2 separate regions of the Mus musculus genome follow, and region 1 is linked to region 2. The links are chromatin contacts, called in public HiChIP or PLAC-seq maps. All regions are on one chromosome and are shown on one strand. Each heading gives the region's core, a stretch centred on a gene start, on an enhancer-like site or on the middle of the called end of the contact. The rest is flanking DNA. Distances are from core to core; before and after follow the strand shown. Region 1 has its middle 18 kb from the start of Gm36301. Region 2 has its middle 10 kb from the start of Vgll4.

Evidence for each region. HiChIP or PLAC-seq counts read pairs in DNA pulled down with a chosen protein or histone mark.
Region 1: a FOXA1 HiChIP or PLAC-seq map of pancreatic cancer cells shows a contact between it and region 2. The contact joins two enhancer-like sites. A contact is called at or near these places in 2 of 115 datasets of contacts at active chromatin or transcription factors (embryonic forebrain and pancreatic cancer cells).

The regions. Positions count from the first base shown.
Region 1 is chr6:115,499,887-115,503,102 of GRCm38.p6, reverse strand. No RefSeq gene overlaps it. Among named protein-coding and RNA genes, the nearest start is that of Gm36301, 18 kb to the left of the region's middle. Within about 2 kb of position 1,827, at least 43 of the 459 cell types and tissues checked have an H3K27ac peak or open chromatin away from gene starts, as enhancers often do. A contact at or near this core is called in pancreatic cancer cells, where this site is marked.
Region 2 is chr6:114,930,437-114,933,581 of GRCm38.p6, reverse strand. It overlaps a transcript of Vgll4 not described here. Among named protein-coding and RNA genes, the nearest start is that of Vgll4, 10 kb to the right of the region's middle. Within about 2 kb of position 1,656, at least 123 of the 459 cell types and tissues checked have an H3K27ac peak or open chromatin away from gene starts, as enhancers often do. A contact at or near this core is called in pancreatic cancer cells, where this site is marked.

The DNA of each region.
Region 1 (3,216 bases), core at 578-3,077, 570 kb before region 2:
ACCAGATAGAGTAAAGATTTATGAAGGAGGCAGGACAAGGCACATCCTCTCTGTGGTGCATGTGTCTAGGTATGAGAGGCGCTGGATGGGACTTCCTGTATCTGGGGTGAGGACCATCCATGGAGGCCTCTAACCCTCCACCCTGGGGGTCATTGGCCCTGCCAATTTGAAGGGTTGTCAGTGTTACCGATCCAGAAGACTAAGTTCCAGTCTTAGCGTCATTGCTTACATGCCTTTGAAGAACTTTGAAATGGATACAGTCCTCACTGTTGAAATGGGTTGACACATGTCTCTGTCTGGGATGACTTAAGAACTGGCAGCTGGTTGGGAGTAACTTCTCCAATGGCCCCAGCACAAAAATAGTGCCTGATAAATATTTGGAGAATCTTTTCAGGGATAAAAAGAAAATAAGAAAAAAAAAATGTGTCAAGCTGCCTGTCGACTTCAGTGGGGGAGATGGGGCCTGGAGAGTCAAGATGGCTCCTCTACTGCCCTTTACTGTGGTTGATGCGTGGTTGGCAGTACTTTCTCCCATGACCCTCCTGTATCTTCCAGCTCATCGCACCCTGAAGATCCAGATTCCCATTGCATCCCATAGCGATTTAGACACCTGACCTGGGGTCCTGCAGGTAATCTTTTCCCAGGAGGTGAAGCACCACCACACAGCTTGTGTGACCAAGTCAAAACTTGATCATTGTCTTCTGCACTCCCCAAGACTGTTCCCACATCTGTCTGTTCCCTCTGTTTCTATGACCAAAGCCATCCCCTCCCACCGCTGCTACCACTTGTGGTCTTCCCATCACCCTTGTCTTCCCAGTGGCTGGCCAAGGGATCTCAAGTCGAGTATCAGCTATGCTACTTTCTAGCTTGGAAGGTCGGATCTCGGATGTTCCCCCAAAGCCTCACGTGTTAAGGTCTGGTTTCCAGGGTGATGGCTCAAGGAGGACGACAGGGGAACTTTGAGAAGCAGGACCTTGGAGGCCTTAGGTCATCATGTGTATTCCTGAGGGGACTATAGATAGGGCCTCAGCTTGCTCCTCTCATTGTTTTCTGGTTTGCAATATAGCCACCACTGTGCACAACCTCATCACAGCCCCAAGCAATGTGACCAACCAGCCATGGATTTGAAAGCCCTGAACCTGAGCCAGAACAAACCTTTCCCTTTACAGATGTGACTTTCTCAGGAAAGCAAGCATAGCTGCTGAAGGTCTTCTATGGCTTCCCACTCTCCCTAGGATGAGCTCCAGCCTCACTGGTCTGGTTTGCCGAGCTCTCTTAGCCTGATTGATTTTGTTCTGCTGCTCTGACTCGCTTCTTCCAAGTGCCCTAGGCTTAGTGAAACAGAAACACTGCTTTCCCCATATGCCTTTGCACACGAGCCCCTCACCTAGCGTTTCTTTCTTTCTTGTTTCATAAATCCTCCTTTGAGACTTGGTCTCCAATGTCACCTCCTCTGTGAAGCCAAGTTGACTTTCTTCCCCACTTTCACGGGACTGGAAAGCCCATAGCTCAGCCTGCCTGGGAAATTTCAAATAATCCCTTCTGATATTAGGTGGCAGCTGACACCAGCTGGAAGATGAGGTTATCTTCACTTGCAATCTGTCCCCAGCACTAACCCTTGGGGTGGGGGTGGGGAGCAGAGTGGGCAGTGCTGGCCCTGCTTTACCTCCGTGCCTCCTCACTGTGACCCCCGGGGGTAGCTGTGCATTCCTTAAGCTACATAAGAAGAGTCCCAGGAAGGTTCCAGAAGTCCTGCCCAAGGTCATCCGGCCTCACCCACCCTGCCTCCAGCCCTCTGGCTTCCTCTGCTTGCCAGGCTGTCCTGTGGCTGCCAGCTTCTGTGTTTATCTCCATGAAAGTGAGTTCCTTGGTGGCCTGAGTCACACCAGCCTTATCTCTGTGTCCCTAGAGGCTGAGGAGAGCTGGGGACAGGCAAGGCCAGTGAATATTTACTGACACTGGGCTCTCCTTTTTCCTTGTCCTGCTTCTGCTGACCTCAGGTCACCCCCACCCCCCACCCCCCACCTTCCTCTCCCCAAGCTCTGCTCTTTAATGGTAGCTGTGCTTGGCTAGAAGAGACTCTCACCCGTGTGACATTCAGCAACTCAAGTCTTTTCTTTAAAGGCCGATAGGGCTCGTGTTTCTTAGAGTGGGGTGCACAGCCCTGTCCTAGGGGCATATGAAGCCATAAGAGGAAGGGAACACCCCATTTTGGGAAGAGCTTTTCTTTTTGGAAGTCCTTGGACTCAAGTGAGACATATTTGGCTTTCAAAGGACAATTTAAGTGTGATTTTGAAACTTAAAAACAACAACAACAACAAAATAAAAAAAATGATAGTCAACTCTTAGTATCCATGGTTTCCACATAAGTGAACTCAAACAATTTTGCATATAATATTAGGGAAAATTGTGTCTGTATTAAGCGTGGGCAGACTTGGGTCATTGTTTCCCAAACCGATGTGGCACCTGTTTACACAGCACCTTTGCTGGGTTGAGTATTTTAACTCAGACATAGTTTTGAACTTACAGAAGGGTGTACGGTGGTCCTATGCAGATACTGTGCTGTCTTACACATCTGTCCCCCGCATCCGTGGCTTTCGGGGCTGGAGCCCAGGCCTGTGTGTTGGTTTTCTTCCTGGCATGTCCTACACATTCATTGCCACCTGTCTCCCTGGGCGGTGCCTCCGCAGACTGTTTCCTTTCTGACCTTCTCCGGGCCCTGCTTCTGGCTTTAGCATCTCTCTGCCCAGAAGCCCCTGCAAGGCTGAAGCGTCTTGGAGGTCTGCGGTCCTCCCTCACCTCCCAGCACTCCTTGATCCCCGTCCTCTGCTGGCTTCTCTGAGCCCTGCCTTCACTCTGCATGTGACCTCTGCGTTAGGGGCTCCTCTGCCTTAGATACCCTTGCCGTGTGCTCCTGGCTGTGTCCTGACCCCAAAACACTGCCTTGCTAAGCTTGAGCCAGGACTCAGGAGGTGGAAGGCAGTTGAGGAGCAAAGACTGCGCGTGGTGTTTGAGAGAATAGTCACCCTCATCAGGCAACAGAGCAAGGAGAAAACCTTGGCTAGCATCTTGTCAGTAGGAGGCAGCTCCTTAAAAAAAAATAGTCCCCCTTCATCAGCAGCTGTCCCACCCCGGGAGCCCTGGGAGGCCTGGCCATAGTGCAGCTTTTCCAAGGCATGTTGCCCACCACTGTGGCAGCAGCGGCAGCGTCGTCGA
Region 2 (3,145 bases), core at 407-2,906:
TTTTTGTTTTTGTTTTTTCGAGACAGGGTTTCTCTGTGTAGCCCTGGCTGTCCTGGAACTCACTCTGTAGACCAGGCTGGCCTCGAACCCAGAAATCTGCCTGCCTCTGCCTCCCAAGTGCTGGGATCAAAGGTGTGCGCCACCACTACCTGGCAAAAAAATTTTAATGTCTATGAGTATTTTGCCTCCGTGTATGTGTGTGCACCACACGTGTGTCTGGTGTCTGAGGAGGTTAGAAGAGAGTGTCACATCCCCTAGAACTGGAGTTACACACAGTTGTGAGCTGCCATGTGGGTTCTGAGAACCAAACCCAGGTCTTCCCCAAGCGCAACAATTGCTCTTAACTGAGTCATCTCTTCAGCCCTACGCTTCCTCTTTAATAAATACATAACTAACTAACTAAATAACTAGCTAAAAATAGCAGTTGCACAGAAGGACCCTCTGAGATGGAGACATGCAGACACCTGCATGGTTAACTCAGAATTTGAAACTAGTGTGAACAGTTGCAGGAGAGCATACTGAGGCACTGAGGGAAGTGGCCTGAGAGTGACAGGCAGGAGTAGAGAGCAGGGTGCCTGGCATTGTGGGGTCTGCTGCCATCAACACTGGGCGGGCAGTACTTTGGGGCAAACAGCCTGGCCGGGACCCCAGCTTGCTACCTGGGAGTTAAAACCTTCAGGGTTACAGCAGGTTGTTTTAGATGCTGTGAAACACTGGTGGCATCAAGGGAGAATGGCCTAGTCAGGTATTATCTTCATTTTCTAGAGCTGGAGGGAGGATGTTACATACCTGAGCCCATATCCTCATAGGGTCCATTCATTCTCACCTCCAGCACTGGACCTTTGGGGCTACCTTTGTGCTTTCAGTAACCACACACACACACACACACACACACACACACACACACACACACACACACACACACACGTGTTCTGTCTTCATGCATACCAGAAGAGGAAATCAAATCCTGTCACAGATGGTTGTGAGCCATGATGTGGTTGCTGGGAATTGAACTCAGGACATGTATGCTCTTAACCACAAGCCTTCTCTTCAGCCCCCCTCTGTGGCTTTTATTGAGATGAGGTCTCTGTAGTCCAGGCTGTCTGTGTGTCTGCCACCAGCCCTGGGTTCTCAGTAATGCTTGCTAACCCACTCACCCAGCTTCCTGGGAGAGGACTGTGAGTTAGCATACGTGCTTCATTGATGAGGCGCTCCATCTCCAAAGACGTGCTCCTTAACCCGCTCTGCAAGTCTGTTAAGGTCTTGGACAAGTGCCATTTTATTTATGAAATCCACACCCAAGTCCCTGCACAAAGTAGGCCTTCTCCCTCCCTGGCCCTTTAGTGTGTGTTTGTAGTTCTTGTAACACAGGCTTTGCATTCTTTCTGTCCAGACCCTAAAAGCTTCCAGGCCAGTGAGGTGGGAATTTTCTTCTCTCGCTCTGCAGAGCCAGAGTGGAGGCAGCTTCTCTCTGTCCACAGGCCCTAACCCTGTCATGTCTTCCCTGCCGTGCTTCGGGACACCAAAGTCGGCACACAGCCCTTGAAAACATGAAAATTGTCTGTGCCCTAGGCTTAGTACGGTCCAGAGTCTCGTGTGTAGCTTGATCCTGTTTAGGGTGAGTTTGTGACCAAGGCATGCAGGCAGGGTCAGGTGTCCGCGTGCTGTGATCTTGCTGCTGGACTCAGCTACCTCCTCCTGTCTGATAGAACACCTAATAGACTAGGTGTTTGCCCGACTTTGAACTTTTAAGCTACGTTCATGTACACAGCAGGCTGTTGCACATTTCATGAGGGTACTTTGACCACCTTGCTCACCCAAGCTCACTTTCTTGTTGAACATTAAATGTGCATTCATAAGGGGGAAACGGAGGGACTCGAGTTTTCTCTTTGATGAAGAGTCCTTGGCCACACGCCAGGCCAATAAAGTGAAAGATCCAGACCGAATTCCCGCCTTCTCGTTCTCCGCGGCCTTCCTGGCATATTGAACTGGCACCCGTTTTTGTTTTTATTTTCGTCTTAATTAGTCATGCTACTGAAAGCAGGCACGCAGCCGTGATCTGCCGAGGGTGTGGAAGGGTGCTCCTGGCTCAGCGATTGGAGGGAAATGGTTGCTGTATGTGTCAGCCTTCCCTGGGAGGACACGGGGGTGGGGGAGGGTAACCCCCTTCTTGGTGTTTCCAGAGCCAAGCTAGAAACTGTAACCTAGGGCTTCGGTGGCAGCTGTGTCTAAATTTGGCGGCTTGGTTACCGCTTTGGGGAGGGGATGCCCTGAGCTTGCCCACACAGGCAGAGCTTTCTCTCCCCCCTTCCTTACCACGTGCTTTACAGAAGAGGGGGTGGGGGGAGCTTTTATCTGGGTGTAATGTGAATTGGAAGCATTGGGGTTATCGTTTTCTTGGGCATTGGGTACAATGGGAATGCTTATACAGGGACACTGTAGCTGGGATCCTAGAGAAACCATTTCAGACAGAGTGGACGGTAGAGACATTCACAACTAACAGGATCTTCCCTGAAACTTGGGTTAGTGAAGTCCCTTATGGCCACTGTTCCCGGGACTGGCCTCATCCAGATATGTGTGCAACCAGTCCTTCATCCCAGGTAGCCATGTGTCACTCGGTGTGCCCTTCAGAAGGACACAGAACTTGCAGCTGACGGCAAACTATGGCTGCAGAGCTAACCTACCAGGAGTGCAAGCCAGCATCCTGTGTCTGCTATGATCAATACTCTCTTGGCACTGTCTCTTGGCCTGTCTGTTTTTCTCTCTGTCTTTCTTGGTTTGTAAGGAGAGCAGAGTGCTAACGTGCTCCTGTGGTAAGAAAAACTATGTAACCCAGCAGAAGGTGGCGGACACCGCTGTTCTATGCACCAGCGTTGTGTGTCGGGATCCCACCTGGGTGCTGGTGGGGACAAGAGGCTCAGGAGAAAGAGGAGTTCCCAGAATTTGGGTTTTAGACAGGTGCAGGTAGGGTGCCAATGGGAGGGAACCTGCTGTTCTGTACCCGAGTCTACAGGGGACTTTTCAGAGGAGTAGAGAGAGGAGGAGAGGCTGTGCCAGAAGGAAGTCATGAAGGGAGGTGTATCTTCCATTACTACTGTCTACTTAAGTGACAGATGGGTGATCCATATGAGTCCTGGATAGCTGG